Linked DNA regions of Zea mays: all the other regions are linked to region 2. Evidence: chromatin contacts called from public Hi-C data. All regions are on one chromosome and are shown on one strand. The core of a region is the stretch at or near the end of the contact, and the rest is flanking DNA. Distances in the headings are between cores, read along the strand shown.

What was found. A called contact is a pair of places that touch in the nucleus more often than the background predicts.
Region 1: a Hi-C map of ear shows a contact between it and region 2, with 3 times the contacts expected there. The contact joins the promoter of LOC100273603 here to the promoter of LOC103626247 in region 2. A contact is called at or near these places in 6 of 25 Hi-C or Micro-C datasets (bundle sheath, ear, endosperm and 2 more).
Region 3: a Hi-C map of ear shows a contact between it and region 2, with 2.9 times the contacts expected there. The contact joins the promoter of LOC100286212 here to the promoter of LOC103626247 in region 2. A contact is called at or near these places in 7 of 25 Hi-C or Micro-C datasets (bundle sheath, ear, leaf and 3 more).

What each region holds. Positions count from the first base shown.
Region 1 is chr5:38,503,482-38,506,181 of Zm-B73-REFERENCE-NAM-5.0, forward strand. LOC100273603 (Transcription factor TFIIE alpha subunit) reads left to right here and starts at 1,298. Exons shown (of 10, transcript NM_001148019.1): 1 at 1,298-1,763; 2 at 1,852-1,974. The coding sequence starts at 1,738.
Region 2 is chr5:38,108,734-38,111,433 of Zm-B73-REFERENCE-NAM-5.0, forward strand. It overlaps LOC103626247 (probable ribose-5-phosphate isomerase 2), which reads right to left and starts at 1,260. Exons shown (of 1, transcript XM_008646648.4): 1 at 1-1,260. The coding sequence starts at 136.
Region 3 is chr5:38,382,141-38,384,840 of Zm-B73-REFERENCE-NAM-5.0, forward strand. It overlaps LOC100286212, which reads left to right and starts at 1,348. Exons shown (of 1, transcript NM_001159100.2): 1 at 1,348-2,117. The coding sequence starts at 1,444. The coding sequence ends at 1,926.

The DNA of each region.
Region 1 (2,700 bases), core at 48-2,547, 390 kb after region 2:
TCGCCTTTCAACCCGTCACAATAACATGCTGCCTCCCAACAATGCTCTCGTCGACCTGATATAAGAAGTCGTATACACCCCAAAATAACTATGAATCTAAGCAACCTTTATGATTAGTTTACAACTGACTTGGCAGGTAATATAAAATATGATTCCCTCAGATTTTAGAAATCCCTTCTCGACACAATGAGTGGTCCGTTCATATTCCTCTTGCATACAATCCTACAACCATTTGTCCGCCTGAGAGACATCTGCCATCCGATCAGAACAAATTTCTAAAGCAAACACGAGTAATTACAATAGGTAGAGTAACGAGCAATCTATCACCTTGACATTCGGTAATCCTAGCGGGACACCACGACCGCATCCCAGAGCAGACTCACGGCACCCTCGTTGAACCTCGGCACCAGCGTGGGGTCCTGCTTGACCGCGAACGAGACGTTCATCCGTGCGGTGCTCTCGACTTGCCACGTAATGTACCGCGGAGCACGAACGCAGCCGCCGCGGCGGCCACCAAAGAAGCGCAAGAAACCTGTGAGGATGACGCCCAGGTAGAGCGGCATGGATGTGAGCAGGGAGGTCATGGGCATCCGCACTTGGGAAGAGAGAGATGATCTTCCTGAGGAAGGCGGGGATGCGGGTGCGGTAGGTCGATGGGAGGTCACAAAGTAGTGTGGCAACGACAAGGAGCGTGAAGGAGGGCCTGCTAGGTGCATAGAAAATGTCGGCGAATGCGTCGGAGGCAGAGGAGGGGGAGGGCAAGAGAGCGAGGATCGTAGAGAGAAGTGAGAGGTGGCCCACGGGGGAGGTGGCGATGACCGAGGTTGGGGTGCACACGGGCATGGCGCTGGGGAGGGGGTTGGGGGTGCAGATCTGTTGCGTGGCGGGGTGGGGGCGACAGCTGATCTCGCAGGCAGGGGCCGATGATGGTGGCGGGTGGGGTGAGAGAAATTGATGAGGAGAGGCGAAGGACGCCCGGCGCTGATGACGAGGGCATGAGTGAGGGGGACACCGACGCCTCCCTTGGCCTCCACAGAGGCGGGGGCGAGGGCGGCGTCGAGGATTGCGTGGCGGGGGTGGGCAACACAGAGACATTGACAATTTTGCCATTATGGTTTGTGGGTTTCGTCAGTATACTATCGGGTCTACAAATTATAGACACAGATGGTCCCACCAGTCTTTGACACAGGAGGGCATAATAACATATAACTAAAATTGAGAGTGACACAATCACAAATTTTTTGGGCAACAAAAAGGAACACGAGGGATAGCGGAGGACTCTGGGATGGGGTGCGGGGGCCGAGGGGCCACGCGGGCGCGCAGAGGCGGGGGGCACGCGGGGGCAAGCGGAACCGTGGTGAAGCAGTGTGGACACCTACGCTATAGCCTTCTAGAGCAGTAGAGATTGACACCACGGGCACGCACGTCAGCGCCTCCACCTTCCTCCCCAGCCGCAAGCAGAGCAAGAACCGGAGCTGGGGATCGATTCCGCGCCGCCTGATCTGCGATCGGGACTCGATCGTGCATAATCCGAGGTTCTTCCTCTCTGTCGTCTCCGATCCAGACGGGTGTGCCTGGTCTGCATCTTCATCCTCTGCAAGAAATCACACATCTCGTGGCGCACCTTGCATCAGCCGCGGCCGGCACCTCTACTCTCGCCCGCCCCCTATGTCGTAAGCGCGCAATCAGAACTCCCGATCACCCGCACGCTGGTGCGCCAGTGTCGTCTTCGCCACCATGAACTCCATCGAGCCCTTCAACAGGTGCGCCCCGACCCAACTTCATTCTCGAAACCCTAGCCGCAGCCGTCCTGACCTCCGCGCGGGATCGGCTGGGTTGGTTTTCTTGCAGGCTGGTGAAGCTGGCGGCCCGCGCCTTCTACGATGACGTCTCAATGAAGGGCGACAACCAGCCCAAGACCTCCCGCGGGGACAACCGCGGCATGGCCGTCGTCGTCCTGGACGCGCTCACCAGGTACCTGATGCGAACTATTTCTGTTCAATGAAAAAATTGGTTGTGTACATTAGAAGCTCGGTTGCAATAAGGTTGGATTGGTGGATGGTTGCATTTTAGTTGTGTACATGAGAAACACTTCAATGCAGTTTGGAAGGAAGTGTTGTAACAGAATTCTGCCTAGGGAAGCGACTTCAACCACGTCTTAGGTCGATCACCAGCTGTTATGACCGGCCGCCACTACAGGCGCCGGATCACAGCAGAGGCAATGGATAGACATGCAAATTAGTTGGATAAGGATCTAGACATGCAGATTAGTTGGATAAGGATTAGAAGATTAAGGAGATAAGATTTGTTAGAGAGAAAAGAGGGATTTGATCTCATTAGATAAGTACTAGAAGGAAGTATAAATAATTGTAAGCACCACCCTATGGAATCAAGCAGAAACAATTATAGTTTCCAGCTTCCCTCTGGGAGCTGGGAGAAACCCTAGCCGCCACTGTTCATCGCGCTACTGTTCATCAGTGTGTACTTATGTTCAGCAGCCCATCTCCCTCTTTCCCTGCGGCCAGCATCCACGGCGCCCAAACACAGCCGTGGGCGTTTCCTCCCTCGTCCAGCCCCCTCGCACTCATACAACCTAAGGCCAATCCGTGGTAGGGATCGTATTCCTATCACCAGCTGTCCTCAAGTACATAGTGATGATCCGGTTGACTACCTCCAACTGTCCATCAGTTTGGGGGTGGA
Region 2 (2,700 bases), core at 10-2,509:
CGCGGATGTGTCCCAGCGTGTGAAGCACGCCGAAGGGGATGACCTCGCCGGGGTTGGCGCCCGTGCAGCCGAGGCGCGACACGAGCTTGGACGCGTCGACGATGACGACAAAGCGAGCACCAACACCCACGATCATCTTCTCGCGGAACAGTGAGCCACTGCGGCCCTTGACGATGGAGGCAATGAATCTGGCCCTCTTTACGCCGGTCTTCAGTGAAGCGGCCGTAGTTGGCGCTGTGGTTGAGGACCCTTATCGAACACTTTGTGGGAGTGTCAAAGGGTACATCCTCCTCTATGCTTGAGGTAGCTGGTGCAGTGGTGCTGCACGGCGCGCTCGCAGATCGCCCGCCGCTCGTCCTGCCGAAACTGCGCCACGAAGCAGCGGATGTAGGGGAAAGGGATGTCGACGACCACCCACCACTCGAGGATGCCTAGGACGAGCAGCTCCATCCGCGGAACGGACACACGATCAAACGTGAACTCGCACGCGTCGAGCGGAAACTGCGACAGCCACAGAGCAGGGTGCTCCTCCAGCGTGTCCGCCAGTGACAAGCTCGCCACCGTGAGTAGCAGCAAACCCCATGCATGCTCCATCTGAACCCATCATCACCAGGGACGAAGTGGATCAGCAAAGGCACCACGGCTGCTGGGTTGCAGCCTCTGCTCCGGTCTCATCTCTAGGAAGTTCGTGCGCCGCCATGGCCTCCACCTCGTCGGCAACGGCACCGCCCCGTTCCTGCTCGACACCTCCTTCTTCATCCGGAGTCTGGCGTCGACGGTGGTCGACGGACGCCATCAACCTATCGTCGGGCGCAGGGGCCCTGTTGGTGGCCTCACGGGTGGGCGTGAGGTAGGATTGCTCAGATCTGTCGTCGGAGGAGGAATTGCGTCCCCGTGCGGGCCGCTCGTCGCGACGGCCAGCAAGCGCACTAGCATTGGCTCCCGCCATGGCCTCGTCGCGTTACGACTCGTAGAGACGTAGACGATGGAAGGATGCGATAGAGGGCTCACCACATCGCGGAACGGCTCGTCCACCCCCTCAGCTTGCGGCTGCAGCAGCTTCGCGAAGCGCCAGTCGAGTCCAGCCTCGGTCGCGTCGAACCTCCGGTTGAACTCGTCGAGGATGAGCTTGACATTGAGAGTCATGACGTTGGCGACTTGAAGCTGAGAATCGAACCCTCTAATACCACTTGTTAACAACACTAGTCTCTCAAACTCAACTAATAACGGCAAGGTACTAGAATGGAAGAGAATCCGAGTGACTGGTGTTACGAGAACTAAAACTTTGACATAACATTATATAAATTGACATTACATAATATACACCTAGAATGTATCCACTAGGCTAAAATTTCAAAACAAACACGTAGTGTGTTGCTTGTGTGATGATCTGACTTGGTAAAAGGAAATTTTAACCCTTGGTGGGAATATCTCTCTTTAAGGATTAGAAGCATGTGACCTTGTGAGATGAGCACTTAGGGGTGAACTCAACAAGTGGGTAGAAATGATCAAATCTGAATTATCTGAGAAAATTGAATTAAACAAATTAAATCTAATAGTTACAGAAAACACTTTTATAATTGTGTCAAAATGTTACATGTAAGTCTATATAGTGTAGCAACATACCACAAAAGTTTAGTTAGAGAAAGAAAAAAATAAAAAATATACTTTACGTAGTGTCCGAGGATGGCACTCGGTAAAGCATTATTTGCTGAGTGTCAGACGTGGGAGACTCGGCAAAGTAGTCTCTTTGCCAAGTGCAAAAGCCCGGCGCTCGACAAAGATAACGACCGTTAGATATAGACGGCTGCTGATGGTCCTTTACCGAACGTCGCCTTTCGCCGAGTGTTTGACACTCAGCAAAGTTATCTTTGCCGAGTGTCTTTCTATGCCCAGAGTCTTGCTCACCGCAAACGCGGTCACTATCAAGAGTTGAATTTTGCCGAGTGTCCGATTAGAAGTACTCGACAAAGAGCTGGATTTTGGTAGTGGTATCAAAGACTCATGTGTAACCGATACAAATATATATGTTTGGGCTAGCTACCGTTGAACACAGAATGACCAAGCCAGGAGGCGAGTTTTCTCATTGCGTGCGTATCCCTTTCACCACACGCGCGTACTGTCTGTACGTATATATGGTATGTGCGAGCAGTGACATCTTTTGAAGTCAAGAGGAAGTAGCACTCGGCAATCGGTCATCGGTCGTCTCGAACCAAGAGCTGTGCCGCGTCACTGATCAGTTGGGTGTACCTGTATATAGTTCAGGTAGCACTCGTCAGCTATCACATTTGCAGATCAGGAATTTGGTCGGACCTGAGCGACCGAAATTGAAGAGGCGAGATCGAACGACAGCGCACACGTGCACACGCACACGTTTACTAAAACGATTTGTAAACTAAAACTGCCGGCGGCAGGTTTGCTCAAATCAAATTAAAATTTTATTGACCGGTTTACCGCTGCAAAAACCGCTGCTCGAAACTATCGATTTTTTCTTCAAAACGAACCGGTTTTTATGTCTTTTATAGAAAAAAATGATAGGGTTTATTTGTAATTTGCTCAATTCATGTTGAACAATTTATATTAATTGATCCACACAATATATGTTCACCAAAATGACATATGTCATATGTATGCAACCAAAAACTTCAATTCCCATGCAACAATCAACCATCAGATTGTGCAATACTCAAATACAAGTTC
Region 3 (2,700 bases), core at 98-2,597, 270 kb after region 2:
GATCTGGAGGAAGCGGTGGACAGGAGAGAGCAGGGATTGCGTCTGTGGATCCGGGCGGATGGCGAGGATTGCGTACTTCGCGGAACCAGAGAGCAGGGAAGGTGAGTCGGATCCGGGCGAGCGCGGATCTGGGCGGATGGAGGAAGCGAATGGAGTTCCTCGCGGCTGGGATTGCGGGACGCGGAGAGATGAGATCGGGATGAATGATAGACAGGCTAGGGTGACTTACCAGCAGTAAACAGTCGGGGATGACAGGATGCAGCCTCATCGGAGTCGGATGACGAGTCTGTGGCCTCTCCAGCTGACAGCGACATAGCGAGACACATCTAGGGCGCGATGCGAGGCTAGAGAAGGGAATGGCGGGGATGGTAGGGACCTTTCAGCGAATCGGTGCAACAGAGCAGCAGGTGGTGGTGGGCGGCGGTGCGGATGCTGCCGTCGCGGTCGCAGAGAAAATGGGAGAGGAGGACCTGGCAGCGATGGAGTGGGATTAGGGAAGGAGACAGGTGATGAAGGGTGCGAGTCAGAGGGCTTGCTCCTCCTTCGGCTCCTCCTTGGCTGTGCCTCCAGCGCCTCCAGGCGTGTAGAGGGAGTCGCCAACAACCTCCCCCGCCTCGCAGCAAGAGCTTGCTCGTGGATGGGGCGGGCGCGTGCACGGAGGGGGAGGATGGCGCGATCGCGAGGGTCAGACAGCGGCTAGGGTTTCGGAGAGGGGACTGCCCGGAGGAGTGGGGCGGGGTCACGGAGCGAGATTGTCGCGGGGGGACGCGGGGTCACTGAGGCGCGTCGGGGCGTCGGGGCGGAGCCATGTGAAGTGTGGACGCCCCCGTTGCAACCTTATAGAGTAGTAAAGAGATATGAAATAAGTAGTTCGAGTTAATCGTGGACCGTGGGAGCTATCCCGCAAACCACACGTCGAGGACGTGGACCTTATGGTTTACATGGTCGAATCTTCCGGCCGGCCGTACATACTAAATATAGCGGTCAACAATATAATTAAGAACGAAGTAGTAAATTGTATTCATGGTCATGGTGTTCAACCAGGAGGCAAGCCGCTCGCAGCCACGTGCGCGGAGCAGTTCGATGTGAAGCACGACGTACCTGCACGTCCCCACCTCACCGCCACCGCGGCACCGCGCCACATGCCTCAGACACGACGTCACGTCGTGCACTTGCGGCGGGCGCCGTCGACAGGCTGGGTGGACGTGCTCCCACCTCTCGTCGCCACAGCTTTTTCACGTGTTTTTCGTGCCGACGACCCATACACTCCTCGGATGCGTGTTCTCTTTCTTCAATCAACTCCCAGCTATATAAAAACAAGACCTCTCAACGAACCCACCGAAACCCAAGCAACCAACAACGTCCGAGGCAAATCAAATTTCCATCAACCCTCCTCCTCCTCCATTCTCCAGAACAGCAGCAGCCAGCAGGTCATCGCCAGTGATGGCGGCGGCGGCACCTTCTGGAGGCACAGGAAAGAACACAGCTGCGACTGCGACGACACCGAGCCGGTTCGCGGCGGCGTGCGGCGCGCTGAGCCAGTACGTCAAGGCGGCGGAGGCCGAGAGGACGCGCGCGCGGCCGCCGGTGCGGCGGCCCCTGCCGCTCATGCCGGGCGCCGACGTCGACCAGGACGAGCCGGAAACGGCGGCGCAGCTGATCATCGTGTACGGAGGGCGGGCGCTGGTGCTCGACGACGTCGCGGCGGACAAGGCGGCGGACCTGCTGCGCCTCGCCGCGGCGGCGGCGGCGCGAGGAGGCACAGAGCAGCCGCTCTGCTCGCTCGCCGACCTACCCGTGGCCCGGAAGGCGTCGCTGCAGCGGTTCATGGAGAAGCGCAAGGACAGGGTCGCCGCCCGCGCGGAGCCGTACCGCCGGCGCCGACCCGTCGGTGACCGACGCAACGATCTCGCGCTCGAGCTGTGATTTGAGGATGTCTCGGCGGTAACTACTAGAGGACGCTGTGCTCAAGAAGCAGCCGAACGATCTCTGATGCTTCGTACAGTCAGATCATATTAATTTGTTATAACTAGATAGGTATAGGTGGATTGTTCTTATGTGTTGTGCAGCAAAACAGAAGAAAAAACTTGGAGATGAAAAGACATGGTTTCGCATTACCTTTCTTTCGCCACTAAAAATGGTTCTTTTTATTTGTCTTGAGATTCTGTGACAAAGAGATATCTATAATAACGTAGTCTTGAGATTTGCAGTTTTAAGCTACCTACAATCCTAAACTCTTAGACTATAAATACAATTAAAAGATGATTTGTATGAAAAGTCGTAAGGAGTCGGTCTCATATTTTTTCATCTAACCCATAGAAATTCCTCAACAGATCTTATATTAAATAGAGTTATATATATGTCCTTATAGGTTAAAGGAGTAGGATGAGGTTAGAGAGATGAGTGTGTGTTAATGGCGGTAGGTGTACATGATAAGAAAAAGAGGGCTAAACAAAATCCTGCACCATTTACATGGTGTATACGACCATAAGTGTACGGTGACAAATACCATGCTTCTGCAGACACATAAAAGCACAAGACAAGAATTTCTCCTACTATACGAAACAATGCGTGGACTTCTCTCCCTTTACGCGCAGCCAGCTAGCAGGGCGCTGCAAAGCTTACCCATAGACCATTTAGAGCAGGTCCACGAAGATCTCCTCGATCAAACATGGTCCCTGAAGGCGAAAGGGGCGTGAG